7 separate regions of the Mus musculus genome follow, and all the other regions are linked to region 5. Evidence: chromatin contacts called from public promoter capture Hi-C and targeted proximity ligation data. All regions are on one chromosome and are shown on one strand. The core of a region is the stretch at or near the end of the contact, and the rest is flanking DNA. Distances in the headings are between cores, read along the strand shown. Region 1 holds the start of 2010003K11Rik (RIKEN cDNA 2010003K11 gene). Region 2 holds the start of Sac3d1 (SAC3 domain containing 1). Region 3 holds the start of Ppp2r5b (protein phosphatase 2, regulatory subunit B', beta). Region 4 holds the start of Kdm2a (lysine (K)-specific demethylase 2A). Region 5 holds the start of Sf3b2 (splicing factor 3b, subunit 2). Region 6 holds the start of Vps51 (VPS51 GARP complex subunit). Region 7 holds the start of Grk2 (G protein-coupled receptor kinase 2).

Evidence for each region. Capture Hi-C pulls out chosen DNA fragments and counts their contacts.
Region 1: a contact with region 5 is called in a promoter capture Hi-C map of adipose tissue, with 2.2 times the contacts expected there. A contact is called at or near these places in 1 of 130 datasets of targeted methods (large pre-B cells) and 2 of 9 other capture datasets (adipose tissue and liver).
Region 2: a promoter capture Hi-C map of adipose tissue shows a contact between it and region 5, with 2.2 times the contacts expected there. A contact is called at or near these places in 1 of 484 Hi-C or Micro-C datasets (muscle stem cells), 2 of 130 datasets of targeted methods (pancreatic cancer cells and thymic regulatory T cells) and 2 of 9 other capture datasets (adipose tissue and liver).
Region 3: a contact with region 5 is called in a promoter capture Hi-C map of liver, with 2.9 times the contacts expected there. A contact is called at or near these places in 4 of 39 promoter capture datasets (erythroid cells, liver and pre-B cells), 3 of 130 datasets of targeted methods (astrocytes, embryonic forebrain and pancreatic cancer cells) and 2 of 9 other capture datasets (adipose tissue and liver).
Region 4: a contact with region 5 is called in a targeted proximity ligation map of bone marrow-derived macrophages, with 6 times the contacts expected there. A contact is called at or near these places in 3 of 130 datasets of targeted methods (bone marrow-derived macrophages, embryonic stem cells and pancreatic cancer cells) and 1 of 9 other capture datasets (liver).
Region 6: a contact with region 5 is called in a targeted proximity ligation map of bone marrow-derived macrophages, with 4 times the contacts expected there. A contact is called at or near these places in 2 of 39 promoter capture datasets (liver and neutrophils), 1 of 484 Hi-C or Micro-C datasets (embryonic stem cells) and 3 of 130 datasets of targeted methods (astrocytes, bone marrow-derived macrophages and large pre-B cells).
Region 7: a contact with region 5 is called in a targeted proximity ligation map of bone marrow-derived macrophages, with 3 times the contacts expected there. A contact is called at or near these places in 4 of 130 datasets of targeted methods (bone marrow-derived macrophages, double positive thymocytes, large pre-B cells and 1 more).

The regions. Positions count from the first base shown.
Region 1 is chr19:4,496,945-4,500,009 of GRCm38.p6, forward strand. It overlaps 2010003K11Rik (RIKEN cDNA 2010003K11 gene), which reads right to left and starts at 1,639. Exons shown (of 2, transcript NM_027237.2): 1 at 1,300-1,639; 2 at 1-670. The coding sequence starts at 1,575. The coding sequence ends at 572.
Region 2 is chr19:6,117,220-6,120,132 of GRCm38.p6, forward strand. It overlaps Sac3d1 (SAC3 domain containing 1), which reads right to left and starts at 1,367. Exons shown (of 2, transcript NM_133678.3): 1 at 578-1,367. The coding sequence starts at 1,367. It overlaps Snx15 (sorting nexin 15), which reads right to left. Exons shown (of 8, transcript NM_026912.2): 8 at 2,180-2,735. The coding sequence ends at 2,644.
Region 3 is chr19:6,234,089-6,237,177 of GRCm38.p6, forward strand. It overlaps Ppp2r5b (protein phosphatase 2, regulatory subunit B', beta), which reads right to left and starts at 1,752. Exons shown (of 14, transcript NM_198168.3): 1 at 1,424-1,752; 2 at 545-1,011. The coding sequence starts at 743.
Region 4 is chr19:4,395,736-4,398,938 of GRCm38.p6, forward strand. It overlaps Kdm2a (lysine (K)-specific demethylase 2A), which reads right to left and starts at 1,342. Exons shown (of 21, transcript NM_001001984.2): 1 at 576-1,342. 9430078G10Rik (transcription initiation factor TFIID subunit 4) reads left to right here and starts at 149. Exons shown (of 3, transcript XM_030251152.1): 1 at 149-158; 2 at 595-1,715; 3 at 2,376-2,906. The coding sequence starts at 149. The coding sequence ends at 2,906.
Region 5 is chr19:5,293,714-5,296,907 of GRCm38.p6, forward strand. Sf3b2 (splicing factor 3b, subunit 2) reads right to left here and starts at 1,742. Exons shown (of 21, transcript NM_030109.2): 1 at 1,549-1,742; 2 at 1,328-1,374; 3 at 586-663. The coding sequence starts at 1,681.
Region 6 is chr19:6,075,250-6,078,442 of GRCm38.p6, forward strand. Vps51 (VPS51 GARP complex subunit) reads right to left here and starts at 1,938. Exons shown (of 10, transcript NM_001081041.1): 1 at 1,702-1,938; 2 at 1,114-1,243. The coding sequence starts at 1,929. It also overlaps a transcript of Tmem262 not described here.
Region 7 is chr19:4,304,726-4,307,623 of GRCm38.p6, forward strand. It overlaps Grk2 (G protein-coupled receptor kinase 2), which reads right to left and starts at 1,497. Exons shown (of 21, transcript NM_001290818.1): 1 at 1,177-1,497. The coding sequence starts at 1,289.

The sequences.
Region 1 (3,065 bases), core at 389-2,888, 800 kb before region 5:
AAGGCAGCCATATGCATGTTTGGGCTTCTCAGGCATATAGCAACCCCCCCAGGACAGTCCAGACATGGTCCTAGCCTGTGAAGGCTCACAGTCTATGAGGGAGGCCCAAGCCTTGGCCAGTCACTGGCAGCTGCCCAGAAAGCCATGTGGAGCTTGGCCCTGGGAGCAGGTGATATTCAGGAAGTTCTCAGCCTTTCTTTGGCTTCACTGAACTCTGACCTGGAAGTGGGTGGCTGGTCTTTGTGGGGCCAAGGGGTCACAGTTGCTACTCTCATTTCTGTGTAGGTCCCTAAGACCTTCATAAATGCCAGTCCAGGGAGTCTTTAAACCCAAAAGGTAGAGAGCCAGGTATTTCCTCTTCAGGCCTATGGAGATCTTTGCTAAGAGATAGGTGCCAGAACCAAGAAGAGCAGCCACATGGGGGCTTTGAATGATCTGGTGGCAGAGGCCTCCTTGGGTCACAAGACAAAGTTCAAAAGCTGGAGCAGTTCAGAGTCCAGAAAAGCCATGCAGGGGCAGATGAAAAGACACAGGAGCAGAGCCGGTGGAGTGAGGGACAGTCACAGCAGCTTTAGTTGTTGGTGTCCAACAAGGTCTCTGGGGAGGCTGGTTGACTCAGGGTCACACTGGGGAAGCTGGCGACAAAACTCCTCCACCTTCTTTTCACATGCTGGAAGACCAAAGTAGGAGAAACATCATAGCAGTGGCTTCAAGTGGTGTTCCACTCACAGCCACCAGGTGGGGGTAGAGCCATGAAAGAGAAGCTAAACTCCTGGGGGGAGGGGAGACCCTTCCCCCTGGGACGAAGGGCCAGGAGGGGTGGGGCAAATCTACTCTTCATCCTGTGTGAGAGGTACAGACGGTAATTTGCCAGAAGTTGCATTGGCCAATCTGCCTGCCTCCTGCTCTAGTCACCCTTGCAACATAGTATTACATTAATCATCTTAATACAGCTCTCAGAGCCTTGTGTGGTAATATATGCCTGCACTCCCAGCACTCAGAACACTGAGTAGGATCAAGAGTTCCAGGCCACTCTGGGCTACTTATCGAGACCCCATCTCAAAACAGAAACAGCTCTGACCATATTCCACCCAGACCCCATTTGCCCACCCTCCTCCAACCTTCAGTGAATCCCCAGTGCCCACAGGGGTGAGGGGAATCACAACTGCTTTTAGTCAAATGCATTCAATTCCTGGGTATTTTGCTTGGCTTTCCTCAGGTCAGCTGTGCTCTTAACCCTTTGCTGCCCGGAGTCCCCACCCTTCCCCATGAAAGTGATAATTCAGTTTGAAGCCACACCTGCTGGTACTGTCTCAGCCACCGCCGGCTGCCTCCTCCTCTCTGGCCTTGGATCAGCTGTTCTTTGTCTCCCAGGGTCCCTGGCAGCCGCTCCTGGACAGAGACCTCCAGCCCTTCCGTGCCATCGGGGACCTGCGACCTGGACTTCTCACGGCCCAGTCTGAGGCTCAGTGCTCTGTGGAGTCGGCCATCCAGAGACCTCCCCTGGGACTCATGGAGCCTCCCATAGGAGGGCCGGGGTTCTCTAAAGGACTGGCTACGCAGGCTGGTCCCCATGATCCTAGAAGCTAGCACTGGTCGGTAAGCCACTAGCTTTGTGAGATGGCCTGGTGCCTTCACTCATATGATGGGAGATCACCTGTAGACAAAGGTCAGTGCTGCTGAGGTGGCTGTCATAAACCAAAGGGCAGGCCACAGAGGCCAAATATCTCTGAGTCATTCTCTCCATTGACTTCTCACCCTGTGGGACTATACAGCGCAGGCTGGCTTCCAGCTCGGGATCCTTCTGAATGCTAGGCTGGTTCCTATTGTCTTCCCTCCTCCCTCCAGACAGCCTTCTCTGACCACACCACCCTGGAGACCTTGCCGGCCTCCTCTGGCCTTGGCCTTGGCTGGCCGTACCACTCATCTCATTGACATTAAGCAAAGATTACTTCTACAACAGGACAGAGAACAGAATAGCTTCATTCTACAACAGTCAAAACCGTAACTACCAGGGTGAAATCGGGTAAGGCAGGGGCTGGACAGTGGACGGTACTTGTTTTCATGGCTCCAGACCTTCAGTTTTACAAGGTGAAAAGTGCTCTGGAGGTCAGCGGCACACATCCAAAATCGTGACCTGCAGGGGCTGGGGGGACGGCTCACTCATAAAGTGCTTGCTGCACAGGATCTGGGTTGGGTTCCCTGGTACCCCTGTGGAAAGGTGGATATGCATCTGTCATCCCAGACCTGGGAGAGACAGGAAACTCTCTGGGACTTGCAGTCCCTGTCTGAGCTGCATTGGTGAACTCCTGACCCAGTGGGACACACTGTCTCAAAAACTAAGGGGAAGGAGTGGTCGAGTGGGTACAGGCACTTGCTGACAAGCCTGACAACCTGAGTTTGATCCTTGGGATTCACCTGGTGGAGAGAACTGGCTGCCACAGGCTTTCCTCTCTCCACCACACATGCGCTGTGGCTCTCAAGAACACACAATACACACACACACACACACACACACACACACACACACACACAAATAAATGTAATTTGAAAATGTAAAAAGGTGAGGCCAGGCAAGGTGGCTCATTCAGTGCTCATGCCAGGGGAATTTCTGTGAGTTTCGGCCAGCCTGGTCTACACAGCTAGTTCCTCTCTCAAAAACTAAGAGGAAAAAAATTAAAGGTAGAGAATGACAGAGGAAGACACTTAGTGTCAACTTCTAGATTACACACATGTGTGCGAGTGTACACACACACACATAATCCCTTCACACACCATACAGAGACACAAAGAAAAAAATGACCTATAGTAAATATTATCTCAGTGCCAGACTTTTGTCTTAGACAGGGTCTTATGTTGCCCAGATGGGCCTCGCTATGTGGCAGAGGATGATCTCGAATTCCTGATCTCTGCCCTCCTCCACCTCCTGAATTCTTGGATTACAAGTATGGGTCACCATGCCTTGTGTAGACAGTGCTGGGGATGGAACACTGATGCTTGTGCACGCTAGGCAAGCACTGTGCCAACTCTGCTACATCCTCAGCCTGGCAGGTTCTGTGTGTGAG
Region 2 (2,913 bases), core at 117-2,616, 820 kb after region 5:
GTTCGAGGCAAGCCTAGTCTACAAAGTGAGTTCCAGGACTGCCAGGGCTACACAGAGAAACCCTGTCTGGAAAAAAGAAAAAAAAGAAAAAACAAAGAGTCACTGTGTGCATGTATGATACAAATATATTGTCTCCACATATAAAATCATCAAAGAATCTGCCTGCCTCTGCCTCCAAAGTGTTCCCATACAAGGCGCCTGTTACCACGCCCACTGGACTTTCCTATAATTAAATCACCCATAGAAGGGAATCTTTTAGCACCTCCTGTTAGATATGTTTATGGGCCAGCCCACGGAGCAGTTCTTATAAGTTTGGAAAGCGCTTTCTAGGTCAACTCTCTCAGTACTATCCTACCTCCTTCCACCTCTACTATGTAGAAAACAGCCAATTTGAGAATGTCAGACCTGAGGTCCCACGTCGGGACTTTTACCAACTGACTTTCCCAAGAAGAAGCTATTGCTGGGGGATGGAAGTTACAGTACTCCCAAGCTATAGTTCGCCGTTGCTGCTACAATTGCGTCTTCCCCACCCCAGGCTCCTCGGGTCCCCGCACTTAGTTCTCTGGGATCGACTCACCCAAGTTGTAGAGCAGAAAGAGGCCCTGAAAAGCAGCCTGGCGGGGGTAGGGGCCTTTGCCCCGCGCGTAGCAGCGCCGCAGCGAACCGAAGCCTTCCTGCACCTGAGTCTGAAGCAGCACCGGGTCCGCGGCTCCGCGCGTCTCTTCTGGCCGCACCCGCGCCACCACGGCCAGCAGCGTGGCCAGCGCAGCCTCCAGCACTGTCGCTGCGTCCGCGTCGTCCACGCCCTGCAGCGACAGATCTAGCCGCACTGCGCGCAGGCGGTCGGCCACAAAGCTCGCCACCTCCGCGCACGACACGTCGCCGCGGCCAGCCACCTCACCGGCCAGATAACGCACGGTGGCTAAGAGCACTGGCGGCGGCCGCAGCAGGCTTGGCGGGGGCCGGGGTTTGCCCGCTGCCGGCCGGCTGTACTCCTTCACTGTGCGCTTGGGGTCGGCTCGGGGAGCGTTCCCACGGCCGCCTGGCTCCACCTCCAGTCGGTGCAGGCGGCGCTCGCGCTCGCGTCGGGCGCGCTCGGCGGCCGGGCACATGTCTGGGCACAGGCCCATGGGTAGTTTGCAGCCGGACATGGTAGGGGTGTGGGTAGAGGACGCACACTCAGCATCGCCGGGCCAGCGGAAGCGCGGCACTGCATCCTGCCGTGGGCTCGAGGGACAGACTCGAGCCCCAGTCTGGCCAAACGCAGCCTGCCGCGGCTTTCTCGATTTGCCGCTCCCGCGGCCTTTAGAAACGCCTCCCATAATCCATCGCGCCTGGCTTCGGTTTTCCCCCTTAAATCGTCCCATGATGCATCGGTTTGTAGTCCCGCGACGCAGGCCACACCTCCCCAGGGCTGGGATTTGTTGGTTTAGCTTTTTGTTCTTAGGGCTCTCGAAGTAGCAAGTCCTGCTTTACGTACGTGTCTATTATTTCTTTAACACACTCAGCTAGTGCTGCGTGCCTGTCATTCTTCATTGTTTCCCTATGCGTTTTGTTTTAACTGTGTACCTTTGCATGGTCTGGAAGTCACTATATAGACCAGGCTGACTCAGTAGAGATCCGCCTGTCTCTTTGCCTTCCAATTCCCGGATTAAAGGCGCGGCCACTCATTCATAGTTATTATTAGCATTCTGTCTAAGCTTCACTTCACAGTTAGCTGACAACAACCAGGTAGGCTCCACCCAACAGCTACCTGGCAACAGTCAGGTAGGCCTGACCCATTATAAAAGGGGCTGCTTGCCCCCTCCTCTCTCTTGCCTTCTTGCTCCTGCTCTAGTCCCTTGCCCCTCCCCCTCCCTGTGCTCATGGCCAGCTTCTAATTCTCTACTCCTCTACTTCTCTCTCCCCCCCTCCTCTCTCTGCCTTTCTCTGCCTCTAGTACCCTCTTAACTCCCCTTCCCATGTCCTGAATAAATTCTACTATTACCATCGCTTGGCTGGTCCCTCAGGGGGATAGGATGCCTTGGCAAGGGCCAGCTGAAGCACCTCAATGGAACATATTCCTCCTCTCTTTATCTTCTTATAAACATAATGGGTATGATGTGCCAGACACCGCTTATTCAACTCTGTTGGTACAATGTAAACTCAACCACAGACAATAATAAGCAAATGGACCTGGTTGTGTTCAGGCATGTGTTTTACTCACACGTATTTAAATTTTATGAGATTTTCACTAGTCAAAGAATCTTTTTTCTTCCAACCATAAAAAAAAAGAAAGAAAGAGAAGAAGAGAAAAGGAAAGGAAAGGAAAGAAAGAGAAAGGAAGGAAGGCTCTCAAGGGCCTTACAAAAAAGGCAGTGGGCCAGGTCTGGCTACAGACTCTGGTCTAGATGGGTGAACTGACAGGTTAGGGGCCCAGATGCCACTCACATAGAACAGATAGGCAGGATCAGAAGTTCAAGTCTAATTCCAAGGAGGCAGGCAGGTCAGAGCTGAGAAGTCTTTGCTTTTCTTATACTTGATCCAGTTAATACAGATATGGCCCCTGGTAGTCATACGAGCAGGAAGCACGGCCAGGTCCCAAAGAGAGCAGTGGGGGTGGCTGGCAGTGCTGGAGCTGACATCCCAGGAAGGGTCCACCCCTTAGGGCAAGTGTGTGTGAAGCATCTCTGCCCGCTTCAGGTACTCGGCTGCCTTCTTCTTCACACCTTCCCGGCGGGCAGGGGATGGGTCACCTGGAGGAAGCAGATGGCCCACCTACATTCAGAACCCAGGTCATAATGTGTCCTTTCCCTCCCTGGGTCCTCCTGTCTTTGCCTCATTTTATGAGGCTATTAAAAAAAATAAGGGAAAATTCTGCCCAGTGTCTCCAGTTGACCTGTGAGAAACAGATGTTCACGGTCCCTCTTTCTT
Region 3 (3,089 bases), core at 502-3,001, 940 kb after region 5:
GTACTCTGGTACAGCTAGCAAACAATTCTAGTCCCATCCTTCACTCCCGGGAGGCTGAGGGGAAAAAGTGGTCCTCTCTTCTAATCCAGGATCAGAGACCTCATGACTTTAAAGCAAGATCACAACCCTGGGTATGCAAGCATTCCCCACCCCTCCCCAGACACTTACCTCCCTCAACACATGGAGCCAAAAGTAGAAATCGGGCCAGGAAGTGGGGGGTGGGATTTAGTGATCACAGGGCATCATGCCAAGCACCTACCCCAGGACCTAGGCAGCTGGCTGGACTGATAGGAGCCTCCTGAAACCTAGGCTGTGTGCCCCACCCTTGGCCCTTGCCTGCCCCTGGCACCACTTCCAGATGCCCCACCTCCAGAGATGACAGGCCAGTCAGGCCATGCGTCAGCAGAGGCCTGGAGATTGGGGGTCAGTTCCAGTGGAGTTCCTAGCCTAAAAGAGATCCAAACTCTACCAGACCTCTGCTTCTCCCTTGGTCCTCCCCTACCTTGCTTCCTTCTGGGTACCCTGGCAACCAACAACAGCTCACCTTTGAGCAGGGGCAGTGGAGTGAGCTCTTGCTGGTTGCTCTGATAGCGGAACTGAGAAGAGCTGTGTGAGCGACGGGGCCGGGCCCTGCGGAGGGACCTGCGGGAGAAGCCATCCACCTTGTCTGGTGGTGGCACTGGAGACAGCCCTGGGGAGGAGGGGCTTGTGGGGGTGCTCGCAGGGGGCAGCTTCGTCTCCATGGCCAGTGGACAACACGGGTCAATCTTTCAGAGCCCAGGGGGCTCCTTGTGGGTCTGGAGTAAGTTGAATGAGGCCACACACACTAACTGGGACCCATCCTGTCCAGCATGTTTCAGGGGGTGGGGGAGGCACGGCCACAGTCCTGACCCCCCCAGGGCCTCTGGCAACTGCCCAGTCCTGGGGGGGCAGGTAAGGTAGAAAGGCAATGGCTCAGGTCTTTCCTGGGGATCCAGAAGAGTTCCAGTCAGGGTTCCCACGCTGGCTCTTCTGAGAAGTCAGGTTAGAAAGGTCAGCAGGAGAGACACAGAGAGCAGGTCGGTTCTTTCCAAAGACAGCCCGCGTGGTGCAGTTGCTCCCTTACTTCTTTTCCCTCCTTCCCTCGCTAGACCCCAAAACAAGGGCGCAACCATGCCCCTCCCTTCTTCCAGGCCCAAGCTCTAAAGTAGCCCCTCCCCAAATACGGCCTATGGCTACTACTCAGGATGGGGACTCTATTAGCATCCCCAGATCCTTACAGCAGTGTGACTCCAGCTCCACTAATGTCTCCTGTCTCAGTGCACTCACCCAAAAAATGAGGGTCCTGTTCTCGTGCACCCCCTTTCAGACCCTAGCATCTCTCCTCATATCCCGCTCCTTCCTGGTCTCCAAACCTCAATGTGGTATTGGGGTACACACTCACTTCTCAGAAACCCAGACTTTGGTCGCCGACCCTAGAGGTTGCCTCGGTGGAAGAGACGACGGTTCAAGGGTCCTTAGCGGTGGTTCTGCCGCTCGGGGCGCTGGGGCTGGGCGGCGGCGCTCCTGGGTTCGCTCCCAGGCTCTGGGGGTGCTGGAGCATGCCCCCAGCTCAGCCCCAAAAGGGGTCGGGCACTCGGTGGGCTCTGGGCTGGGCCCCGGCAGCACGCGACCCTCGGCAGATATCCCGGGACTCAGATCAGCGCGGTGCAGCGCAGCGGGAGCCCCGGCTCGCTGCGCACCGGCACCCGCCGCCCAGCTGCTCAGGATGACATCAAGTCACCTCCCCCCCTCCCGGCCCGCACCTCCCTCCGCTAGGGGGGGCTGCGTCAGGGAGGACTCGGGGCCTCTGGGAAATGTAGTCCCCACCCTGCTTAAAGGAAGCAACCGAACTTTACGGGTAACCTCGGAGCTAGGGGAGGAACTCAGTACTTCCGAGAAAAGCTGAGGATTTTAAAACCTGCAAGCAGACTGGGGCAGAGTCCAGCTCAGAACTGGACTCCCGAATTCTGGAAGGGACACTGTGTAGGGAAAGAAAAGGACTCGGTGTTGGAACCTGCTAATGCAAGACAGAGTCCTACCTAGCATGATGTGCCAGGCCCACAATTTGGTCTGAGCCATCTGTCCCTCAGGCCATCCTCTCTCCTCATACTCAGCCCAGATTGAAGCCGGACACTTACAAAACCCCTTGCATCCGGCGTTGGAGGGGTTAACAGTCGGGTTTGCGTTAGCGCCTGCTGGGAGGGGTGTGGTTCACTAGAGGCTCTTGGGAAATGAAGTCCATTCTCCCGGCCTGCAGTGCCCCTCCTGTCACTTACTGTCCATGGTGACATCATGGTCTGTAGTTTAAAGGGACAGCCCTGGGATGCCAAAGCAAGGAGGGCAGAAGGTGCTACCCTGGAGCTGCCCCCATCCTAAGGCACAGTACCTCCCAGCTCCTCTGGTGCCAAGATGTGCCTTGGAGAGTGGGGAGTTCTTGATCAAAACCCCATTGCTGGGTATCAAAGGCTCAGCTGTATTCCAAGAGTTTGGCATTCTGGCCAAAAGTTCCCAGCCTGCAGTCCCGGGCTCCCTTCATAGTACCTGGTCGCCAACACTCTATTCCCTACAATGACTGTGAGACCTTTATCCTGAAGTTTTACCTAGGTGACAAACTGGTCCTTGCTGAGCAGCAGGAGAGAGAGAGCAATGAGGTTGGGGGAATTGGGGTGCTTTTTGGCCCCACCCATTTATGGACCCTGGTGATCACTTAGTGCTGCAAAAGAAGTCTGTTTACCTAAGAAGTGCCCACCTTAGAGCAACAAACAGCCAAAGCCTGTATCGAGGACACTGTTCTAGAGTCTAGCACCTCAATGGATGGGTACCCAGATCAAGCGATGGCTACCCAGAGACAGTACTCCCTTTGCTCAGAGATAGCAGATCTTCACTTCCCGTTTTGCTCTGTTCTTCACCTGCCAGACAGAACAGGAACCCCTAAACTACCACTTGGCCCACCTCCAGGGCTCAGACATGGCTTCCCTCCCCCTTACTCCCTAATAATAAGCCGGGAAAGCCAGACCCACAGAGCCTCTTCCCGCCAGACCAGAACCCAGAGGCCAAGGCAGGAGGGA
Region 4 (3,203 bases), core at 92-2,591, 900 kb before region 5:
TCCCATATCCTTCTAGTAAGGAACTGCCTTCCCCAAACTACCATCCACCTCAAGGTGGACAACTACAGAACAAATTTGAGAGTTGCAAACGGAGGCAAAAATACCATCTAATCTAGATGAGTAAATAATAAATGAAACGTCTCGATATATGGATACGGGTGAAACATCCATTAAATAAAGGCCGGTTGGCACGTCAATCAATCCACAACACCAAGCAAGGGTTTTCGTTTTTCTAAATATCTTTCTCCAGAATAATGGCTTCTAATTGGATATACAAATGTTTTTTTTCTCTCTTGTAAATATAATACGGCCACGTTAACAAAATCCTTTCAGAGGACCCGATGACATAGTTTGCGAGAGCAGTTCGTGGCACTGCCCTCCTCGGCCTCGGTCGCGAGGGACACAGTCTGCACCCCAGGGCCGGACAGCAAAGCGGTAAACCTCGACTGCTCCCCTAGGGAAAAGGCGTTCTGTGGCTCACCCCTTGCAAAGAAATAAAAACTTTACATTAAGTCTTTAGATAAGACCGGGAACCAAACTTCCCAGGGCGGGGGAGGGGGGAGGGGAAATCTCACCGAGGATTTTGTTCTTGAGTTCTTGTCCAAGAGAGAAGTAAAATTCCAAACACAGACAAAATAAAATCCCAAACGTCGTCTTCGGTATTTCTGTGTATTAACCCAGTATCCAGAGAAGGGTCAGAGCGACCCGGAAAAGAGGAAACAGTTACTGAATCAAACCTCCTCTTCTGGCTTTTACAGACTCCGCGTCCGAGGCGTCAGGGAAGCAAGACCACTCGGCTACTCCCCCAAGCTGGCGGTCAGCAGCCCCAGCCCGAGACCCGGGTCAACCGGGCCGCGGGAAACACCCTCCTCTCGGTACCCTCAGCCGGCCACAGCCGCTACCGAAGCCCAGGAACCGCGGCCGATCAGCTGAGACCCGCCCGGCCGACGCTCCCCGCGCCGCCCGGCCCCCCGGAACGCGGGCCCCGGCCCCGGGGGGCGGAGAGGGCGGGAGCAGCGAAGCGCCCTGACCGGGGGCCTTCGGCTGCCTTTGCGTCGTCCCCTGAGCCGGGGCTCCGCGCTGCGGGACGATCCCCCGTACACCCCCAGCTACTCCCCAGTAGCAGAGGAGGGACTCCGGGGGATGGGCCCCCTGACGTTGCCCTTCCACGCGAAGAGCCCACTGCCCGGGAGGGAAACAACCGCGACGGGCCCGGGAACTGGAAAGGTGCTCTGCGGCCCGCCGCCGCCGCCGCCGCCGCTGCCGGGGAGGGGTGTTGTTTCCCTCACACAGGAGGATCCGCTGAAGCAGCCGCCGCCATTTTGAACCCGTCAGATTCTCACATACACACAGCTCCTCCGGCCTCACTGCGCAGGCGCCCTCTCTTCACCACCACCCCCTCCCTCCCGTCGCCTCTCCACCCCCACCTCTTTCGAGCCTCCCTGCGCGTCTTACCGCTCTCCGGGACACACGTGAACGCGCACGCGTCACTCCCCCCACCCCACCCCGCCCCCTCTACCACGGACACACCGCCGGAGCGCGCACGCGCCGATTGCGTCGGCCTCGAATCGCCCGCGCCCCGCGACGCCGACGCGGTTCCCCGCCCTCCCCCCCTCGCGTCAGCCCGCACGCCCTCTGGCCGGCCTACCGCCCCCGCTCCCTGCCCGCCTCCTCTCAGGTCGCCGGCTCGACCGGGTGCCTGCGCCTGCGCGCCAGTCGCGAGCCTCCTCCGCGCGCGCTCTCTCTCTCCCCCACACCCGCACACAGACACACACGCACACACAGACGCGCGCGCGCGCGCACACACACACACACACACACACTCGCAACTTCGCCGGTGACCCCGCCCACCGCCGGCCAGCTGCGCCAGCCGCCCTCCCTCCCCCACTACTCTAGGGAGGGTTGTGACCCCCGACCCCCACAAAACACAGCACCCCGCCCCAAGCAGTAGGAAGCATCTCCCCTTCCCCTTCGAGCCACCTCTGCTGGGTGGTCAGACGGGTCACACAAACGTGGGCCAGACGGCCTGGGTCAGGGCAGCCGTTGGCCGCTTCAACGCGGGGTCCCCCGGGGTCATGCCATGGGAGCGGGCCAGAGCCGGGTGCTGTGCTCGGGTCTTGTCAGACCCAGGGAGTGCACGGAAAGAAGCGCCCTCCCGCCGGGCGCCCTCCCTCACGCGCCGGCCGGCCGAGGCCCACCTGCTCGCCATCCCGGAGTAGGCCCCTGCGCCCCCCGCTGCAGGGCCTGGCCGCCCTTAGCACGGGGGGAGCTCCTGTCCGTGCAGCGAACCGGTTTCGCCTCACCCACTCCTCGCCGCTCCGAAGGGGCAGGAACCGGTAGCAGTAGCATGTCTGTCCCGAGCTCTGTTCCCTCAGGGCAGCTCCAGACGCTTGACAAGGGAGTCCACAGGTGCTGTGCGCGACAGTGGGATCCACGACGGCTCAGGGGTGGCAGCAGCTAGCACACCCCACTGCGGGCCGCAGGCTCCCAGGGAGGTGGCCCAGGGAGCCCCTGCTGTTGGCCACGCTCAGGTTTCCGTAGCGCCGGTGCCCTCGGCGGCCCGGGTGGGACGTGACCCCGCCCCCGGCGAGTCGGGGCACCCCCCACGGAGAGGGGCGCGGGCCGCCCCTAACCCCAGGGCCGCGGCTTGCGAGGGAGGCCCAGCCGAGAAAATGTCTCCGGTTTGTGTGCGCAGCTTCGCGCGAGGGTCAGCGATGGGGCAGCGGCGGCCCAAGCTGCTCGGCCCTGCCGACGAACCGGCTCCCGCGGCTCGACAGCCGCCCGACGGGCAAGCGGGCTCCGGACGTCGACGGAGCCCAGCCAGAGGTAACAGCAATGCCATGCGAGCAGCCCAACTGCGCTCAGGGCAGTTCCCCAGCCAATCTCGTGCTTTGAGGCCCGTTTAAATTGTAAATCCCACAAAGGACGGTGGCCTGGACGCTACACATCCAAGTGCTTGAGGTTGGCACTTTCCCCTTGCTGACTGGTGTCACATTTTTTTCTCCCTGCCTTGGTTTCCAACTCTTCACCTTGATTCTGAAGAGTCTGGGTTGGAAGAGGAAGACTACCGTGGTAGAGCTATCATAATAACGTTCGTAAACAGCCTTCTAGGTCTTTTAGGAAGACGTTAGTGGCCGACAGTTGGAAAAAATGATACTTTCTTTTGCTATCACAGTTTGAACTGGGGTAAAGAAAGACACTCC
Region 5 (3,194 bases), core at 492-2,991:
ATGGCCAAGCAGTTAAGAGCTGCTCTTCTATAATATCAGGGCTCAATTCCCAGCACCCCGATGGAAGCTCACAGTTCTGTAACTCCAGCCCCAGAATGACCCAACGCCCTTCAATGGCCTCCTAAAACACTGCATGCACGTGACGCACAGGTAGAAACTTGGACAAAATACAAATTCAGACAAAACACTTATATACATAAAAATAAGTTAAAAAAAAAGTAATAACCAACATTCCAAGGCATAGGATATCTACGTTGTACTAGATGCAGGGAGTATATTATTCAAGTCAGGGCATTATCCTTTACCGTTTCAATAACTTTGGGAGCTATACCTGGCAGGAGAAAGCATGACCACTTCCAGCTGAGAAAGGATCAAGGAACATTTCCAGATATTCTAGTGGAATCTTGAGTGATAAGTCAAATTTGGAGGAGTAGACATTGGGGATTAAAACAGTAGCAGCACTAAATCAGAAGTGAAGAGGTCACAATTTTGTCTCCTTAGACCTCACCCTTAACTTACGGTCCCATCTGCTAGCTCAACACATGGCTATCCTGAGCAGAAAAGATCCTCGAAGCAATCTCTTACCTGTGCTGACATAGGAGGAGGAGCCGCTTTGTCCCCATCTTCTCCTCTCAAAACTGGTCGATTCAGGACAATGCCCGTCTACAAGAAAAAAGAGAGCTCTAGGTCAGACTACAAGGACGTATTCCATTACATAACCTCCTCTTCCATTTATTTACTTAACAAAATGTACCCAGTGCCCACTTGACAGAGACTGGGGCTGGAACCTGAGAAAAGCAACAGGAGTAGAAGTAATTACAATAAAGCAAAACCAAGAACTGACAAAATGGTCAAGAGCCGGCTTGCTGCGTTGAAGTACACAAAAAAGACCTAGCCCGGTGTGCTGGAGCACTCGGAAGGCAAACGCATTAGGATCTCTTAAGTTTGAGGCCAGCCAGGGCTACACTGAGAAACCCTATCGCGAAAGAACAAACAAAAAAAGTATATGAAACGAAGATCCAGCCGCGGAGTGGTGGCGCACGCCTTTAATCCCAGCATTTGGGAGAGGCAGGCGAATTTCTGAGTTCCAGGCCAGCCTGGTCTACAGAGTGAGTCCAGGACAGCCAGGGCTATACAGAGAAACCCTGTCTCAAAAAAAAAAAAAAAAACCAAAAAAAAAAAAAAAAAGAAAAGAAAAAGAAAAAAGAAAGAAGAGAAGAGAAGAGAAGAGAAGAGAAGAGAAGAGAAGAGAAACGAAGATCCATCCGTGAGTAGTCTTAAAGGCCTCCAGGAAAAGTGAGACCTAGCCTGCACTGACAACACTCACCTGACGGGTGTAGGTCTGCAGCCGCTCTACTAACTCCTCGCGACTCCCTATAGGACGAAGCACAGAATCAGGGGGTCAGCATCACCTCGAGCAGGCCAATTTGGCGAGGTCAGGTCCCACAGGCCTGTCTCCGCCCCCCGCCCCGTGGGTCTCCTGGGTAACCAAGCTCCACTTCGCCACAAGCCCACGCAGGGCCCCTCTCGACCGCCTCTGCGCCTCACCCTGGATCGGCGCTCCTATCTCTGCCAATCTGGCCTGAAGCTCCTGCGCAGCCCAGGCTCCATAGTGGCCTGGAGGTGGAGGCGGTGGCAACTGCAACTCTCCTTTGGGAGGTTCGGGATGCTCCGCCGCCATCTTAGCCACAAGAAGGCGCGAGACCAACACGGAAGCTCGGGTCAGCCGCCGGGCCTACTTCCAGAAACTTCCGGTTGCGTAATCCACGTCCCGCGGTGATTGGAGAGAACTTGGTCCAAACACACGCCCTTTCCCTTACCGGGGAATAGGAATCGCCGCCAACGGAGGTTGCAGAGCCTTCTGGGAGTTGTAGTTTGCGGATGCGCCATCTAGAGGACGAACGCTCGCTATGACATCCGGTATGCAGCAGTAGTAATACATCCGCTGCCTGGCTGCAAGAGCTTACTCTACCCAGAGCAGATGCATTCTTCTTCTCTCCTGGCCAAACACATACTAAGTCTTCTGTCCCGACACCCTTCAATGATGAGAGACCTGGGTGCTTATTTCTCCTAGGAGCTCATAGAGATTCCTTTCCGGCGCCCGAATGGGAGGTTGGTGCCGATGGCTCTGATAAAACAGTGTTTGTCTGCTCACTCCCGCCCAGGCGTGCTTGAATGGGCTGAAAGGGGATCGGAGCCGGTGGAGGAACGGACCGCCAAGCTGAGTTCCAGCTGCTGACCTGGGGGAAGGGCACTGCTAAAATAAAATCCCCTTTTGCACCTTCGAAAAAGTCTTAAATAAATGTATTCTCTGTCAAATGCTTCCTTCCCCCTTTCGAGGAATGTTCATTAATACATTTTCCACCTTTCAGGTGTTTTATTATATGTATATGTACCGCTTGCATGCCTGGTATCTGTAGAAGCCAGAAGTGTCAGATCTGGAACTGGAGTTACACTTTTGTGAATCGAACCCAGGTCCTCTGCAAAAGCAACAGTGCTCTTAACACCAATTCTCAAGCCCCAAGGTTTTTGTTGTTTAAGACAAATGTGTCCATATGTGGCCCAGGCTACCCTAGAACTTCTGATCCTTTGCAGGCTACAGATATATACTATCACACCCGATTTCATGGAGTGGAAGATCAAGAGTCATGTAGTTCAGACTGTCTTGGGACAAAATCGAGCCCAAGCCAACCTCTAGCTCTTGGCAATCCTCCTGCCTCTGCTTCTTGAAAACTGGGCTTACTGCTGCCAGCTAATCCATTGTCTTTGTTTCATTTTTAAGTCTTTCCTGTCCTTTATTCCCACCTCCATTCCCCCAAACAGGATCTGGAACTTGATCTTCTTCTATCTTGAAGTATTTAGCATCCAGGAGGCAGCTAATAAATGAGTTGGGAGGTGGGGGTATCTAACCTGGGGACTTTATATTCTTGTAGGAAAAACAAAAAAACCTCAGGACCTTTCTTGGGGCAAGACACCATGACCCTTGCCTGCCCAACATCCACCAATTTATTTTATCTCCTTCCCTCTCCTAGTTCTGCCGCTCTCAATGACAGCCTGTTTGGTTTGTGTGTGATGAATAAAGGAGAGGAACACAAATGGTCTCATTTCCCACCCACGCGCTTCAGATCTTTTCCTAGCCACCTCCGTTTCACCAGCTGTCCTCAAGGGAGGAGTAATTGGAAAGGAGGGGTGAG
Region 6 (3,193 bases), core at 688-3,187, 780 kb after region 5:
ACCCCACACACACATAATTAATTTCTGCTGCTGCTGCCTGCTTCCCTGCCCTGGTCCTTGGCATGCCTATAGCCATTTGCTTCAGGCCTGCCAGCCATCCCATACTGCTGACACAAAAAGCAGCAGACACAGTAAAATAGTCTGCTCAGACTGAAGTCGGGCTGGCCATATATCGAATGGAGAGGCTTATTACTTGCCTTGGAAATTCCCCAGCTGTGGCCTTCAGGCAAAGCCAAGGTAGATTCCCCAACCATGGCCTTTACTCAGAGCCAAGCTAGACAAGGGGTTAGTTTGACCAGAATGTCTAAACTACTAACACACTTGAAAAAAGGCTGCCCACCCTGCAGCCCACCCTGTATCTGCTTATGAGCTCATTATGGCTTTTTCCTTATAAAGTCTGACCCCGGACAGTGTACAGGTATGTGGCTGTCAGCTCCCGAATCTGTGAGCTGTTGCCCTAATCAATTAGTCTTGGGGTGTGCACTCAATAACCGTGCCTATGTGACTGAGATTGGTGTTCATGTGGTTTGTGGGGTGACTCCTGGACCCAAAAACTATTAGTAAATCTTAAGGAATGAGGATACAGACAGAGGGGGAGAGAGTGGCAAATCTGCTCTGAAGGCAGACTGACCAGAAACAAAAGTTACCACTAATAACATTTTTAACAAAAATTTTAATTGACTTTGAGATGGCTTAGTAGCAGGCAAATGTGTTTGTCACCAAGCCTGATAACCTGACTTCAATCCCTGGCACCCTCATGGTGGAAGGAGAATACAGACTCCTGAAAGTTGTCTTCTGACCCCCACACAAATGTTGTGTCCCACACATATGCATGTGCACAATATAAATAAACAAACAAAGCTAAAGCTTACTGAAACGCTGGTGCTTCCTAAGTGCTGCAGAGAAACTCACTGCATTTCATTCTTCCTTCCCAGCGCTGGTCCTTTGGACAAACCCCACCCCCACAGGAGTCATCACTTCAGCAGCAGTGGATTAAGGTTGGGACCCAATTGTAATCTGGGTCTCTTTCCTTTAATCCCTGTTTTTCTTAACACGGGGTGAGGACCTGGTGGGGGTGGTGTAAGACTGAGGAGTGTGTCCCAGTGGGGTCACCTGTAGCTGAGATGAACTTGTTGTAGTTCTCATAGACCAGGGTCTGCATGTCGCTGTCTAGAGCCCGGATCTGCCGTACCATGTCCGTCTCACTGTCCATCAGCTGGGCCAGAGGACATTCTCTACGCAGCTAGAGAAGCAGGTAGGAACAGTCAGCGTTAGTGCTCACTCACGTCCTGCTACCCTGCTTTACGTTAGTTGGATTTCAGTGCAAGACAACTCCAATCCCACCCTTATCAGGAATTCCATAAGTGGCACACTTTAAGTAGCACACTTCACAGGTTAGACCCAATTTGGGATTTGTCAGCGTTCATGGTCTTCTGGCTTAGTTTAAAGTCAACCTAGGCCCTGCCTAGCGCCTGTCAAGAGCATGGTCACACCCACTACCACGAGCCAGCACCGAGACCTCAGACCCAGTGTGACCTCAAGTCAGGCCCAGGCTCCCTTGGCCTCCAGATCTGCCTCTATTGCCTAGTAAGGGCTGTCCTCTTATAAACCCCGCTGCCGTCACCACAGCAACCAAATCGGGAGTAAGATCTAGGGTCCAAGATATTTGGGGTCTGGACCCGCCCCATTTCACACACACACCTTGTCAAGATAAACTTCCGGGTCGAAGTGCGCCCCATTGAGATCGGTTGGGTCCAGAGGGTCAGGCCCTGCGGGATGCCCCGCCACCTCCCCCTCCGAGAGGCCGTAGTAAAGCTTCAGCATCCCGTGAGCCTTCCGCCGACGCTCCGGAGCGTCCGCCTCGGGACCTTCTGGGGAGTCTCCAGGCCCGGACCCTAGGCCAGGCCCCACAGCTGCCGCAGCCGCCATAGCTCCAACCTCAACTCAAAGGGGTGAGGCAGGGGAGGGAACAGATGCACTTCCGGGGACCAGAAACTTGCTACAACCAGGCGGTCCTTCAGGTGAAACGTTCCTCTGCAGCTGTAGGATATGTGAGACTAAAGTTCCGTCTTGCGCTTGTCCTTCTGGAGCACAGAGGTTTCACTGAACTTCTGGATCGTTGAGTTTCTGTGATTTTGCTGTGCTACTTGGGTGAATCGTGGCGTCCCAATCCTGCATCCGCACAGGAAAGAGACTTGCAGAAGATCGAATATGCGTCACAGGGGGGGTCTGCAAGGTTCAAACGTCCATTTAGTAGCCTGCAATATGGCTTTAACGCAGTGTTTCCCAAGGTTCTGTCTCCAAGGAGTCATTCAATATGAGAAACTTTATTCTACTTAGAGAATTTAAGATGTTAATCTTAAGAAGTTAGTGAAATGTGATACGTGAGCAGTTGGGATTGAGGATAATTCGGAAGTTTTAAAGATGTAGGCATAAAACGAAGCTCTCAGCAGGGCGTAGTGGCGCACACCTTTAATCCCAGCACTTGGGAGGCAGAGGCAGGTGAATTTCTGAGTTCGAGGCCAGCCAGCCTGGTCTACAGAGTGAGTTCCATGAGTTCCAGGACAGCCAGGGCTACACAGAGAAACCCTGTCTCAAAAAAAAAAAAAAAAAAAAAAAAAAAAAAGACGAAGCTCTTAAGAGGGGATGAGGTCAGATTATATGTGGAGTTAAATAGAAGAAAATGAGACTTTACTAATGATGTACTGTAAACGTTACCGAGGATGGGCTGATAGGGTGCTGGGCTGCCAGGAGTTTCAGCAGACCAAACACTGTTTTTATCTGAAAATTAGGAGTTAAAAAAAAATCTAAATGGTATACTTTTTATTTTTATTTTTTTCAAGACGGTTTCTCTGCTTAGCCCTGACTGTCCTGGAACTGGTCCTAGTGTAGAACCTGTCTGCCTCCCAAGTGTTGAGACTAAAGGCATGTGATAACACTGTCACCAGCTCCACTGCCTAGCTAAAAACAGTTCTGAATGGTATTAAATCGCCATCTGTCCGGCCCCCAGTATTATATGTGTATTTATGTGTGCAGAGACCAGGGGATAACTCAGAGCTGTAGTTACAGCTCATGTGTGAGCTACCCGTCATGATGCTGGAAACCAAAGTGCAAGAGCAGTTCACCCTGTGCCAGCTCAAACCCTTCCTTTCTTTTCTCTCTCTTTCTTCCTCTTTGAGGCATCATCTCACTC
Region 7 (2,898 bases), core at 247-2,746, 990 kb before region 5:
TAAAGGAGTTGGCATGGGAGGCTACTGGGACTGGCCTCACCACCCACCAGGAGGCATCCTGGTGGGTGGACACATCTCCTCTTCCAGATGCAGGACAGACGTCCAGGCCACCCTTCAGGTCAGGACAAAACATAAAACTCGAAGCTGAGAGCCCTGATGTGGAGGCCAGGTGACACTGCACAAGCCATTCCAGTCTGAGTTGTTTCCCCTCTCACACACACACACCTTGTTCTATGGGAACAAAACTACACCTGTCTCACTCGCTCTCTGGTCTCCTGTGCAGCTCAAATAGGAAGATAAGTCTATTTACCATAATATACTGGACAAGCCCCAGCTACACCTCTCACATCCTGCCCTGTTCTGCACCCACATCCTGGACAGTTTAAACTTTGATACCAGGTGCGATGACATCAGTTGTCTTGTAGAGAGGTGGCAGCATGGTCCATCTGCTGTAGGATGGGAGGTCCCCTGGTCAAAAGTACCCATAAGGAACCACAAGTGGGGAAAAGGGTAAAGTAGGGACTTCCCTCACCCACCGGAGCGCAGCCCTCAGGAATGGTACACTGCACTGTCCCCAGAAAGCACTCTCAAACCCAATCCCATAGTGACCCCACCATAGGGGAAGGCAAAATAAATAAATAAATAAATAAATAAATAAAAGTCTTCAAATTGGTCCTCTTCACTCCACAAACCTCACAAGAGTGTTACCCACTCCACGGGGAGTGGATAGGGTAGTGGAATACCAACGGGAGCAACAGACTGTGTGATACAATCGGGTAAACAGAGGCAGACTTGAGGAAGGGAACCACAAGGGAACACGAGAGGGTAGAGGGCAGAGCCAAGCATCAGGGTGGAAAGAAGGCTGCAGCAGAGTCAGGGGCTGACAGCGACCAGGCCGGGCAGTGAGATACAGGAAGCGGCAGGGCGGCCCAGGGCTAGGAGCTTGGACTTGGGGCGCCCAGGGCTTGCGGACACCAAGCCTTGCGGCGGCAGGGACAGAGGAAGTCTCCGGGTCCTGGGGCGGCCAGAATAATGGGGTCTCCGGGGCAGAAGGTCCCCGGAGTAGAAGGGGTTCCCGGGTCCTGGGGCAGAAGGTCCCCGGAACCTGGGGCGGAGGGGGTCCCTAGGGCACGGGATCCCGGGGCGGCGCGTGGGGCCCGGCACAGGCGGGCTCACCTGGGCTCTGGCAGCAGGATCTTCTTGCTGGCGCGCGCGGCCGGCGTGGCCTTGCTCTTCTCCATGGCCATCAGGTAGCTCACATCGGCCAGCACCGCCTCCAGGTCGGCCATCTTGGCGGCGGCGGCGGCGCTGTTCCTCCCGCCGCCCGAGGCTCCGCTCCGCTCCCGCTCGCTCGGCCCGGCCCGGCCCGCGCGGCTTGTGGGCCTCGGCGCCGCCGCCGCCCCGCCCGGTCCTCGCTCGTCGCCGGCTCACAGGCGGCGCCGCCCCATGGCGCCGGCTCGGGCCCGGCCCGGCTCGCGCTCCGCTCCCGCCGGGACTGCAGTCGGGGCGCCGCCGCCGCCGCCACCACCACCACCACCCGCTCGCCCGCGCCCCGGAGCTGCCGCCGCCGCCTCCGGCCCCGCCTGCCGCGCACAGCGCCAGCGAGCCGCCGAGGGGCCGAGCCGGGCGGGCGGCGGGCGGGCGGGCAGGCGACAGCGCCCCCTAGAGGCTGCACCGCTCGGGTCCGAGACACGGGTCTCAGTCCTGGTTTGTTACCTGAGTCTTCCACCAAGGACTCTAGGATGACCTCAGACCCCAAGCCATGACCACAAACGCGGATCCCATCTCAGCATGCTAGACTGCACGCTCCACTAGGGCCAAGACCGTGGGTCCTAACAAGAATCCTGACACCGACCAAGACTCCTATACTCAAATTTCTGAACATTCTCTCAGAGTCACACCATCATTACCACCCCTGACTCCTGACCTGACCAGATGACAATCCTGACTTCAAACTCCCAACAGGACCCCAGACTCAGAGCTTGGGCCGCACTCCTGACATGAACGTTTGTTGTTGTTCTTGTTTTAGAGAGGGTATCCCCGTGTAGCCTTGGCTAGTCTGTAACTCACTATGTAGACCAGGCAGACCACTAATTCACAGCGATCTGCTTTCCTCTGCCTCCCAAGTGCTGAAATGGATTAAAGGCATAGTCCATTAAACCACACTCTGATGAACGCCGAACTCATTAATTGATCGATCGATTGACTGATCAGTTGATTGATTGTGTATGCACATGTGGAGGTTAGAGGACAGACAATTTGACCATCAGTTCTCTCTTTTTACCACATGGGTCTCTAGGGATGGAACTCAAGGTCCTCAGGCTTGGTGGCAAACATTTTACCCACTGAGCCCTTCTGTGCCTTCTTCCTTGGCCAACTCCTGTCTACTTTACCTGGCTAGCACACGAGAGGCAAAAGCAGGTGTCTTTCTGTAAAGTCAAAGCCAACCAGGGCTATAGAGTGAGACCCCGTCTTAAGCAAATGAGTGAAAGCAATTTAAACTGCACACCTCTCTAGAGCACCTCTTTGCTTTCCAGGCTGCCAGGACACTCCCACCCCAGGCATGGACACTTAGAACCTGATTCTCCTGCCAGTTCGTGTCCAGCAAAGCAAGTATCCCGACTCCCCTGACTTCTTGACTCCTTCAGAAGAAAACAAATCCTATTAGGGGAGAAAGGTTGTCAGCGGACGACATCTCTAGACAGATCCTGCCTCTACTTCTCCTTTCCTAGGTCACCACTACAGCCTCCTGAGAGTCCTCTGACCTGTCCATTTCTCAGGGTTCCTAAAACTGCCCTCTGATACAGGCTCTGACCAGAATGGCTGTCCCCAAATCTAGATCTGATGGGATTACTGTACATTCAAGGCCAAACAACAGCTGTCTAGTGCCCCAGAGCT